Linked DNA regions of Anser cygnoides: region 1 is linked to region 2. A link is a contact called in public Hi-C data. All regions are on one chromosome and are shown on one strand. Each heading gives the region's core, a stretch centred on a gene start, on an enhancer-like site or on the middle of the called end of the contact. The rest is flanking DNA. Distances are from core to core; before and after follow the strand shown. Region 1 holds the start of IL4R (interleukin 4 receptor). Region 2 holds the start of UBE2I (ubiquitin conjugating enzyme E2 I).

What was found. A called contact is a pair of places that touch in the nucleus more often than the background predicts.
Region 1: a Hi-C map of liver shows a contact between it and region 2, with 3 times the contacts expected there. The contact joins the promoter of IL4R here to the promoter of UBE2I in region 2. A contact is called at or near these places in 2 of 7 Hi-C or Micro-C datasets (both in liver).

What each region holds. Positions count from the first base shown.
Region 1 is chr15:282,506-285,205 of Taihu_goose_T2T_genome, reverse strand. It overlaps IL4R (interleukin 4 receptor), which reads left to right and starts at 1,418. Exons shown (of 10, transcript XM_066977950.1): 1 at 1,418-1,657. It overlaps NSMCE1 (NSE1 homolog, SMC5-SMC6 complex component), which reads right to left and starts at 1,128. Exons shown (of 8, transcript XM_013196867.3): 1 at 922-1,128; 2 at 301-444. The coding sequence starts at 418.
Region 2 is chr15:143,698-146,397 of Taihu_goose_T2T_genome, reverse strand. It overlaps UBE2I (ubiquitin conjugating enzyme E2 I), which reads left to right and starts at 1,419. Exons shown (of 7, transcript XM_048068085.2): 1 at 1,419-1,550. It overlaps LOC106046029 (a long non-coding RNA gene), which reads right to left and starts at 1,468. Exons shown (of 2, transcript XR_007164891.2): 1 at 1,002-1,468.

The DNA of each region.
Region 1 (2,700 bases), core at 169-2,668, 140 kb before region 2:
TATTTAAAAATATATATTTACACAGTCTAAAAAAAAAATCTTTGCTAAAATAAAAAATGTTCTGTATAAGTCTGACTGGATTAAAACTTAGTTTGCATAGTGCTGTGTTGTTGGGTTTTGTTCTGTTCTTTTAACTTCAGGAAAGAAAGAGAACACGTTGTTGAAGTTTTTGTTGGTTTGTTTTGTTTTCTAACTTTTTTTAGGTGGTGTATGGTATTCAGAAATCTAATTATTTGTAAATCACAAATGAAGAAAAAAAAAAATCTCCATCTCTCCACTTTTTCTCCAAAAGAGACACACCTTTATGGATTTCACAGCAGCGCCTGTGTAACTTCCTAGCCTCTGATCCTTCCATTATCCCGTGTGACATCAGGACCTGCAAGAACCGTCGATGAGCATCAGACATCTGAGCTGCCATAGCAGCTTTCCACCAGTCTTCGTATGCTGCAAGACACAGACACTGAAATTAATGCATATATTTACGCAAATTACAAATAATACACCCCAAGCATAAATAAGATTTCAGTTCAACTCTCTACCATTGTATCAGGGCAAAAAAGCTGATGGCTCAGCTTGTTCTTCAAACAGACAGTGCCTAACTCCAGCAGCCTAAGAGAAAGATGCAAAAGAAGTCCAATGAATTTTGCCTAACGCTTTGAGCCACCAAATAAAATGACGCGGGCATTGCGCTGCCATGCCCCAGGCCCAATCAGCAGCGCTACACACTACAGTCGGCAGGACGTCTCGCATAGCTTTGTATTGGATGCGCTTGTTTGCTACTCATCCGAGCTCCTTGTCTAGTTAGAGTGCAACCCGCTTAGGACAGAAAACCCTCCTCTGCGTGTGCCGAAAAACGCCAGAAGTAAAATCATCTCGGGAAATTCCTCGACCGCGCAGCCAAAGACAAAAACCTCCAGAAACCTCCAATCCCGAAGAGCAAATAACCGGCCGGCCCGCGGCACGCTGCTCCGCGCCGGGACTCGGGTCCCCCGCGTCACCCCCGGGGGCGGCTCTGGGCTCCCCAACGGCCGCCCGACGGCTCCGCAACCGCCGCCACCGCCGCCTGCCACCGACCCGCTCGGCAGCGGCTGCCCCGGGCCGTGCGCGGGCGGGCGGAGGCGCGCGGCGACGTACGGTGACGTGCGGCGACGTGCGGTGACGTGCGGCGACGTGCGGTGACGTGCGGTGACGTGCGGCGACGTGCGGCGCGGACGCGCTCCCGCGGCTCCGGCGGAGGAGGGGCCAGGCAGCAGAGGGAGGGCGGGGCGGGGCGGGGCTTCGCCGCCCGGCGCTGTGGGGCGCGGCCGCGCCCCCGCCCTCCCGAAGTCCCCGGCCGCGCCGCTCGGTGTCGCGTCTCGGTTCCGCGGCCGCCTGGAGGCCGGCCCGGCCCGGCCCGGCCGGGCTCTGCCTGCCCGCGGGGCTGCCGCGCGTGCTCGCCGCCCGCGCCGGCGGGGGCAGCGGGAGGCTGCGGAGGCGAGCGCAGCCGGCGGGACGCGACGCGGCGGGACGGGACGGGACGCGGCGGGACGCGGCCGGCAGCCGTCGCCGCGGGGCGGCCGCAGGGGAGGGCTCCGCGGGCGGGAGGAGGGCGCCGGGCCGGCGGAGTGACAGCCGGGCGCGGGGAGCGCCGCGCCGCCCCGGCCGTGCGCCGGACCAGGCAAGTACAGCGGCGGGCCCGGCCGCGGCGGGAGCTGGCCTCGTGCGGGTCGCCTCGAGCGGCGGCTCGGTCCGCGCTGCCGGGCCGGCCGGTGCCGAGCGGCCGCTGAGCTGCGGGGGGCGCGGCGGGAAGCAGCGGGCGCGCCGCCGCCGGGCGAGCCCTGGTCCCGCGGGCCTCGCGGGAGCCGGCCGGGCCCGCGGGGTGCGGCCCGGGGCGGGGGGGGCATCGGCCGCTTCCTCCGCGGGCCCGGCCGGAAAGCCGCTACGGTTCGCGTGTCGTTAAAACCGGCATTGGCAGGAATACTTCTTACTGAGACCGCTTGATTCAAACGCTTTTGAAGCGACTGGTCGTCAGGGGAAAACCGGTAAAACTCCTAGAAGACTCCTTTCTGCTGGAAGTCCTGCTCGATGGCTACAGGAGGCACAAGGGCTCTTACTGTAGCAGAAACCACGCTAGCCGGGACACGTATCCTACGATCTGAGAATCTGTCCCAATAAGCTTGCTCTGAGCCGATGGATGAGCTGCTCCTGAATCTCAAGTTTCATTCTTTAAAATCTTTTCCCAATGTATACGGGTTCAGAGAGAGCTTAATACCAATTCATGATGAAGTCTTGGAACCAGAGATTCAGAAATGTAGGACTGGGAGTGAGCTATTCTCGTTAGGCGCTTTTGTCTCTGGCGTTTTTGTCAAGGTGTCCGGTCTCGGTGATCCCTGTAGTTTCTGTCTGTTATAAATGGGAAAATATCTGAAGTTGCTTGCAAACTATGATTTGTAGTTCATCAAGTCATGAGAAAGTACTGCATTCATTACAGGCTCGAATGACGTGTTGTTGTGCCCTTTGCTGTCTTCTGTCATCTCAAGCTTTCTAAAGAGAGCCTAGTCTAACTGTTCATCTAAACCTCCTCCTCAATGTAGTATACTGGACTCCAACTTCCAAGTTCTTTTGAAAATCCACTTTGAGGCACCTACTCTTTTTCGATACGCGTGTTCATCGTGTGGTTGCCTCTAACAGTCATATTGAGTGTCAAAGAGTAGGTATTGT
Region 2 (2,700 bases), core at 170-2,669:
GGCAAAACCCCCTACTTTGACAGCTCAGTGTGGGGTTTTTTTAAGACCAACCTAGAAAGGTGGAAACCAGAAACACACACTTTCTTTATTCCTTCTGTAGAGTCAAACATGAAATAAATGAGAGCATGAGCTTTTTAGGAAAAACAAAACAAAAAAAGCCTGGAAGGGCTGTAACAGACTACTTGGCTTATCCTCTTGGCTAAACACAGGAGTAAATATACTTTAAGCACGTATTTTAACCTACGTTTAAAACTCCAACTGATGAAGACTCCACACTCATCTTTCCATTAGGCAGTCTAGTTCCATAGTAACTTTGTCAGTAGCATTTTCTTAACACCTGATCCCCATTTTTCTCACTGCAGTTTAAACTGATGACATCTTGTCCCCTACATTATGAATATGAATAGTAGATTATTGCCTAACTCTCTGCTATAGCCTTTCATTTTCTCAACGACAAGGTAAATCTCTACATGGTGTGCATGTCTGAAATGCTACAAAATGTCAAAAACAACAACAAACAAAATTTCAAGTGAGAATTTTAAAAGCCAAGCAGAACAAAGCATAAATAACTGTGTCCAGTAAGTTTATATTAATTCTGCCAGCTTCAGATGCCAGCTGCCGCTGAATCCCAGTCACCCAGGGCTACAAAGAAACAGGCTTCTTCCAACAGAAGTTTTAATATGTCTAAGACAAAATGCTCTTGCAGCTGCCTATTCACCAGCTGGGATGATGGGCAACGAGGTTCCTAACCTCAGCACAGATTTTGAGTAGGACCAATACAAATCTAAGAACTTATTCACTGAACTATTTAATTCTAGCGTTCCCGAGAAGAGAAACCATTTTGATCCTAAAGTACGGCATGGGATGCGCGTAGCTCAACAAATGTTACCAAACGCAGACCGCTGCGAGGCATGGCTAAGAGGAGGTTTCAAGACAGAAATTTCTTAAGCTTTACCAAAATTTAACAAAAAAGCCAGACAAAGACAGAACGCGATTCTTACCTGACAAGCTACCAAAAATGAGTTCTTAGAAACAAACAATCAAGGAAGCCAAACCACGCAGCACAAAGCGTGCTGCCCCTTAAAAGTCGGGTAAAGTAGATTCGGGACAAACGCGACTCAAGGCTGCGCTAGCGGTCACGGTCAGCGTCTGCGCTTCCCAGCGCCCGACGGGCCCAGGAGCCGCAGCAGCCGAGGGGCCGTCCCCGGGGCACGGCTGCCGGCAGCAGCGCGAGCGCGGCGCCGCAAACCCCCGCCGGGCCCTGCCGCCCTGGTGGCGGCCCCGCCCACCGGCCAGACGCAGCCACGCCACGGCGCCAGCTCCAGCCGGCGGGCAGCTCCGCCCCGTCCCCGCTCCCCCCATAGGTTTCTTGGCCTGCCCATCACCGGGGCCGCTCCCCGATCCTCCAATCAGAGCCCCGGCCGTGCACAGTGGGCGGGGCCGTGTCAGGCTCGAGCGCGTCCCGGGGCGGGCGCAGCCTGCCACACCCGCCTGGGCCGCCTGCGCCAGACCGGACGGTTTTAGGGCACGGGTGGCTCTCGGCGCCTGAGGTAAAAACCCGCTCAGTTTCTCGACGGGGGCTTGTAGAAGCCGAGGGGCACGAGGAAGAGAGGGCTTGAGAGAGTCGCGCTGCTCTCCCCGCCGCCCTCCCCGCTCAGGCGTTGTTCCGGTAACCTCCGGGTCCTGTGTCACGAGGATGCGCAAGGCGCGGCGGACGGCTCGCAGGCAGGGTCACACCGCGCCGGCGCAGCGGCACGGACGGGTCGGACGGAGGGACAAACCTCGCCGCTGCGCTGCGCACCGAGGAGAGAGGGAGGGAAACTCCGGACCAGAGACAAAGGGGGGGAGCCGAGTCGGGAACATCCGGGTCACTCGCTGCTGCCTCGATCCGGGACACGCGCGGGTGCCGCGGCCGATCACGGTGAGGCCTGGCCGGGCGAGGGGCCTGGGGCGGCGGGGCCTGGCGCGGCGCGGAGGCGGCCGCGGGCCCTGGGAGAGCGCGGCCTGGGCGGGCGCTCCCCGCCTTCGGCGCAGCCGGACGGGCAGCCGCGGCGCGTGCGGGCCTGGCGGTTCGTGGCGCGGCCGCGCGGCCGGGCCCGCCGGCGCATCGCTGCGAGCTCCGCGTCCCCCGCTGCCCTGCGGCCCGCTCGGGGAGCTCTCGATCGCTCCGGGATGCGGTCAGCGAGGGGGCTCCAGGCACCGCCGGGCCCGCGCGGAGCGGTCCCCGCCCCGACAGCCGCTTGCCCGGGAGCCCGCGGGCGGGCTCCGGAGCGCCCCGTGCAGGCCTCGGACGCTGCCCTGGCCTCCTGTGCTCGCGGTAGCAGGGGCCCTCGGTGGGGGCAGGCGCCGCTCGGCCCTGCCGCGGCTCCTCTGGGCGAAGTCCCCGGCCGGGCTGTTACCGAGCCGTCCTGCCGCGCGGCTCCTTTTGTTGTTCTTGCGCCTTTAGTAGCCGTTCGGACTAGTGCCGCCTCTTTTACCTTTCTCCCTGCGGCAGGCAGGAGGAGATTTTCTGTATCAGCCTAGAGCTGGTGGCGTGCGTTGATTAAGCTTCATCCCTTGGTTTCCTCGGCCCTTCTGAAAAGTTAAGGGTGTCCGGTTTGGGGGCAGACTGTTCCAATATGGGATTTCTTCCAGTGTCTGCGTGCAGTCGGTAAAGTGAAAGTGAGAGGCTAGCAATCTTAATAGCTTTTGTTTGTTTGG